Regions from separate parts of the Sus scrofa genome. Here region 1 is linked to region 2. The links are chromatin contacts, called in public promoter capture Hi-C maps. All regions are on one chromosome and are shown on one strand. Each heading gives the region's core, a stretch centred on a gene start, on an enhancer-like site or on the middle of the called end of the contact. The rest is flanking DNA. Distances are from core to core; before and after follow the strand shown. Region 1 holds the start of DHRS11 (dehydrogenase/reductase 11). Region 2 holds the start of PPM1D (protein phosphatase 1D).

Region 1 (2,939 bases), core at 149-2,648, 580 kb after region 2:
TGAGCAAGGGTCTCCCACCACCCTTGGCTCTGAGCCCGATCCCCTCTCCACGTTCTGTTGCAGTTAGAGATCCCTAAATTAAGCAAGGGTTGGTTTTGTTTTGCTTCGGTCTTTGTGCTTACAACCAAACACAGGAGTGCTTGTTGAATGAATAAACCAGCCACGATGACTGCTTATTCAGCAGAGAAGTTTTCTCTTTGGAAGGATGGCTATATGAAGAATGCAGAAGTGAGGCAGTTTTCAGTGCTTTGATGGAATATCCTTAGCGGTTCTACTTTGAACAGAACCAACAACTTAAGAGACAAAAGGGAAAACTGAGTAAAGGCAGTTTAGAAGCACACCCCCTGGCCTGATACTGGTCTGGTTGCTGTCCAAGCTAGGTTTCAACTCTGACTCGGTAGTTATTTTGCAAAATGAAGAGGTTAATAGGTACTATCTCATGTGGTTTTGTGCATATTAATATATTTAAAGTGCTTAAAAGTGCCTGTCACACGGTAAGCTCTGAATAAATGTTAGCTATCGCTTTAATCTTTGCTACACTTGGAGATGTATTTGCTCCACTGGGAGTGGGAGGGCTTAGGGAAGTTGGAGACTGGGCTCTTAGGGATACAGTTCCCTCAGTACATGTGTACTTGGGGGTGTTTCCTTTTTTTTTTTTTAATTTTATTATTTTTTAGTTATCTCCCCAATATAATTTTTTTTTCTACTGTACAGCATGGTGACCCAGTTACACATACATGTATACATTCTATTTTCGCACATTATCATACTCCCTCATAAGTGACTGGACATAGTTCCCAGTGCTACACAGCAGGATCTCATTGCTAATCCATTGTGTTTGCATTTTTCAGCAAGTTTTCCTTGTTTAGTAAGGGCCGAGGGATCAGATAGGGTTGGAAGTCTCTCCCAAGGTCACTCAGCGTTGATAGGTGAGATACAGCCTTTTCTGGGCTAAATCCTTCCTATTAGCCACCGGCTGGTTTAGGTGGGTGTTGGAGTCATTTTATTTGCCCTTAATTTCTCTTCTTGGTTTTAGAGGTCAGGAACTGGGAAAACAGAGCAGGAAGCAAGAGTACGTGCGTTCTAGGGCCTGGTGCAATCCTCGGTAAACCTCATCACCCTACCGCAAAGGGTGAGAGAGGTCACCAGACTAGCCGGACTGCAAATTTCCACGCCCCTCAGGCCAGGCCCCGCCCCGCCTGCGGGAAGCGGTTTCCTGGAAGGGGCGGGGCAGGAAGGGGCGGGGCTGCGCCCGCGCGGCTGGTTCAGGGGTGGGGCGGCCAGGCGGCGGTCGTTCTACGGGCGGGATGTGGCCGATTGCCGAGGGTCGGAGGGTGGAGCCGGGGGCGGAGGCCAGTGGGAGTGGCAGCAGCTCCCGGCGGAGCTACGACGGGACCAGGCTGGCGGCGGGTTCCGCGTTGGTGACCAGAGAGCGGCCGGGCCCCAGTGACGTGGGGCGGAGCTCCGCGATCCAAGTGCCCAGCTCCCCGAGCGAGGTGGGAGGGCGGCTCGGGACCCTGACCTGGGCTGGCATGGAGCGGTGGCGTGGCCGACTGGCACTGGTGACAGGAGCCTCGGGGGGCATCGGCGCGGCCGTGGCCCGGGCCCTGGTCCAGCACGGACTGAAGGTGGTGGGTTGTGCCCGCACCGTGGGCAACATCGAGGTAAGCCCCAGATGGGGAGCGAGTCGCCCTCTGGGCCCAGCGTCTTTTCCGCTGGGCCAGGGTCCAGGTCGGGGGTGGGGAGTGGCCGGAGCTAGACTGTCATGCTGCCTTCACTTGCCGGCCACCTCAGGGCCACTTGCAGCGGGCTCAGAAGCTGGCGAAATGGATGATGCCTAATAGGGGAGGCTTTTTGGATCTCTCGCGGCAGGACTCCATCTTCGCTTTTTAAAGTCCCCTCTTTTAAGGAACCTTTTCTCCTGACAGCCTCTACTCGGTATAACAAATCTCTGACTCCCTGCCATCTTTTTCCTTCTCCTCTACCTGCCTGCGGAGGTTGGCTGAAGAAAGAAACCAGAGGTCAGAGGCTAGCTAGGCAGCCAGGGAGAAGCAAAGAAAGCTTTCTGGCCTTAGTGGCTAAGTTGGCTCCTGGATTGCTTCCTCTGCGCTTCAGATCTAGTCCACAAAGCCAAGCCAGGTGGCTAGCCAGCCAGATGAGCAGAAGTTAGAGGTTTTTTTGATCTTATTCATTTTTCACCTAGGACTGAGGAAGGAGTGGAGCTTTTCTGAAGAGGCTCAGCCCCCTGCCCCTTCCCCCCCTCCCCCAAATGTGAAGGTTAACCCCTACCCAATGCACATTAGGAATGAATGGGATATCCTTAGGTAGACCCTTCTTCAATTTCACTGTCCTAGATAGGACTGAATAGGTGAAATAGGGCACTGAACATGTGAGTTCAGAGGGGATAAAGCAATGTGGAACTGAAACTTGTGGTTTTCCTCTTAACACGGGTTGGGAGCCCCAAGAGTTGTGAGCAATAAGAGTTCAGACCAAAATGAAACAAAGCAGAGAAGAAGAAGGCGAGAAATCTCCATCGGAGGATCACTTTGGATTTGCCCTTGGCAAGACCTCCTCTCAGGGTGTGGGCTGGGGCTTAGCTTCATCGCCACCTTTGCTCAAAGTCCCTGGGCAGGGAGAGGCCTGGGTGGGGGGAGAGTGGGAAGGTGTACAGGAAGGAGGACTGTCCCCTCCCCTGCTGCTGACCAAAGGTACACTTTATAGCCTCCTAGATAGTCCCAAGGTCACCTGGCTGTGCCCCACTCTGCCCCTCCCTTTCTCCTATTCTGAGGTGCTCAGGGCCCAGCTCCCCATTTAGAGGATCAGGCCAGGGATTAGACCCCTGGCTTCCCTAATGCTTAAGCCACTCTTGCCTTCTCTTCCTGCTCCCCTATCCCACACTAGCCGGGAAAGGGGTCCCTGAGCCCAAGATGATCCCCAGG
Region 2 (2,709 bases), core at 150-2,649:
AAAAAAAGTGCACTTTAAAAAAGCCCTAGCTGAATTTAACACGTATTCTTAACGTAGGATCAATTTAGGCGGTAAGAATGCATTCGGCGCTGGTTTTCATGAGCAGTACAAGCATAAAGATCCTAGAAACACTTGATGACCACCACACACACGAAATTCCTTCCAAGCCTTTAGGTCGCCGGATAACTTGTTAGCCTAACAGTTTACTCTAACTACCAGCCACCAGGGGTCAATTTTGGAGGACTGACACCGCCCGTAGGAGACAACCGAGTCTTTCAAAAGCAAAATTGTGACAAATTCGAAGGAAACGCTCTAATTTTTGCCATCTCCCGCTTCCTTTGCGTGTTTCAGGCAGCACCGTGTCTTCAATGAATCTTTTGGCCAAATCTGGCGCCAGGTTTCAAACATGTTTTCGCTGGCCGCCACCAAAGTGAAATCGCGAAGGGAGAGGACCGCTCCCCCACTGATCCTTGGCGGGGATGGGGGGTGTAAATAAAACGTGGAGCGTTTGCACAGAGACAGTAATCCTGTCCTGCCCAAAGCTACTTTGTTTGCCCGGACCTCCACCTAGAAGAGTCTTCACTCCCACCGATGGACACTGAGAGCGCTCTCGTTGTGGGGACCTGCAGTGCTGCAGCTACGGCCCCCAACCTGGCGCTACAGTCTCCTGAAAAAGAGGCGGGCGCCAAATAAGCCGGGGAACTTACCCAATTTCTTCCACATGGCGAGGTGACAAGCAAGGAAGCCCTTGCGGATGGCAGCGCACACCTTCGCCGGCTCGGACGAGGTGAAGCCCTTCTGTTTTTTGATGAAACCCCACAAGTGCTCCCGGGCAAACTGTGCCGCCTCCCGCCCGCCGTGCCCGTCGCACACGGCGAAAAAGGCCACCGAGGAACGGCGGCGGCAGCAGCGGCCGGGAGCTGGCGAGGCCCCGGCGTCCGGCGGAGCGTCGCGAGCTTCTCGGGCTGCCACCGCTGGGCCTTTCCCCGAGACTTCGCCTCCAGGAAGGGCCGGCGGTGTCCGCTGCGGGGGCGACGGCTGAGAAAGCGACCGCCGCGGCGAGGGCTTTTCTTCAGTTGTCGGCTCGGGCTCCACCACGATCTGAGTAACGTCCTCCATGTACTTCCTCCCGCCCTGGTCGGAGAAGACGCTCACTCCCAGTGAGTACAGCCCCGCCATGGCCGGCTGGCCGAGATCCCGCCGGTCCCACGCAGCCCGCCGAGCGGCGGGAGACACTCGGCGCTAGCCGGCCAACTATTGTTTATCTTCGACGACGCCGAGAAGGGGGAGGGGGCGGTCCCGGAGGTGGGGGGGCGCGATGTCGGGACTTGTCCGCGAGAGCTGGGCCGGAGCGCCCGGGCAAGCGGAGCCTAGCAGCTGCGCCTGCGCAATGCGCCTCCCCCGCCTGCCCGCGCCCACCACACAAATCGGACGTTCTCCCCGGCTGACGTCACTCGGCTCTCTGGGGCCGACCAATCCGGAGTCGAGTTGGGGGCGAACACGCCCTCCGCCCCTCCCTTCTCCCTACAACGGCCGCACTCCCTCCTCCCTGCGCGGGCGCGAAGCCAGCGCGCTACCCGGCTGGCTTTCGCTTTGCAGTGGGCGGTTTCGTCCTCCGGCTTTTCGGCGGGTGCTAAACGCTTATCTAGCGCCTTCTCTGTCACCTTTTTGCTCCGTCCCCGCGGTCGAATTGCAGCCTGCTGCCCAGGGCGTTGCGTTGCTTGCCTGGTGGGAAAAGCCGTGTAGGCTCGGGCCTCGCACGAGTGTGAAGAATCTAGAGAGAAAAACCTTCCATTTCTTGAAGTGGCGGGAAACCTCAGTTTGGAAGGTGGTTTGTGAATAGGCTGGGAAAAGCGTGGCACTGTCGAACTGGACTTGGGTGGGATGGATCCGACTGGGAGTTGTGAAAGGAAATCCACTTTGTGTTAAGAAAACACGGGAAATTTCCACCATTGGCTGCACGGTCTCGTTTCACATAAACTAGGTATGTCGGACACTTAAACGGCTTATGTTTTAAGTTCTTTTCAGCTTTTGCTAAAAGTAGTACTTTCCCCGATGAGCCCTGGATGCAGCATTTTAGTCCTTCGGCGGAATCACTTGAACAGACCACTTGAAAATAGGTTACAAAAACTGCCCAGCGCTCGAGTGCTCCAAGACCTTGGTTATCGTCTCTCCTCTTCTCCCATGGGTTGCAATCTAAGCCCTAAAACCTTTGCCCGGATTTCGACGGCATTAAAATAAGCCTCAGAGTTGGCAGGTCAGTTTGTTATCAACAGCAAATGTTCCTGTGAGTCAAATTAAAGTTCACTTTTTCAGTTTTCGGCCACTTCACCATCACCTCTCCTGTGTGCCCCTTCCTGTACAGCCTTAGAAATTTCCAAATGAAATGCTCCTGGTACTGAACTGGGAATAGGGAAAAAAACTGCTCTCTCTCTTTTTTTTTTTTTTTGTCTTTTTGCTATTTCTTGGGCCGCTCCCACGGCATATGGAGGTTCCCAGGCTAGGGGTCTAATCGGAGCCGTAGCCACCAGCCTACGCCAGAGCCACAGCAACGCAGGATCTGAGCCGCGTCTACAACCTACACCACAGCTCACGCAAGGCCAGATCGTTAACCCAATGAGCAAGGGCAGGGACCGAACCTGCAACCTCATGGTTCCTAGTCAGATTCGTTAACCACTGCGCCAGGAGGGGAACTCCATGCTCATTTTT

What was found. Promoter capture Hi-C pulls out the DNA fragments that hold promoters and counts their contacts.
Region 1: a contact with region 2 is called in a promoter capture Hi-C map of fetal liver, with 4 times the contacts expected there. The contact joins the promoter of DHRS11 here to the promoter of PPM1D in region 2. A contact is called at or near these places in 1 of 5 promoter capture datasets (fetal liver), 1 of 47 Hi-C or Micro-C datasets (liver) and 1 of 2 datasets of contacts at active chromatin or transcription factors (alveolar macrophages).

The regions. Positions count from the first base shown.
Region 1 is chr12:38,112,619-38,115,557 of Sscrofa11.1, forward strand. DHRS11 (dehydrogenase/reductase 11) reads left to right here and starts at 1,399. Exons shown (of 7, transcript NM_001244532.1): 1 at 1,399-1,664. The coding sequence starts at 1,533.
Region 2 is chr12:37,534,760-37,537,468 of Sscrofa11.1, forward strand. PPM1D (protein phosphatase 1D) reads right to left here and starts at 1,400. Exons shown (of 6, transcript XM_005669013.3): 1 at 708-1,400. The coding sequence starts at 1,179.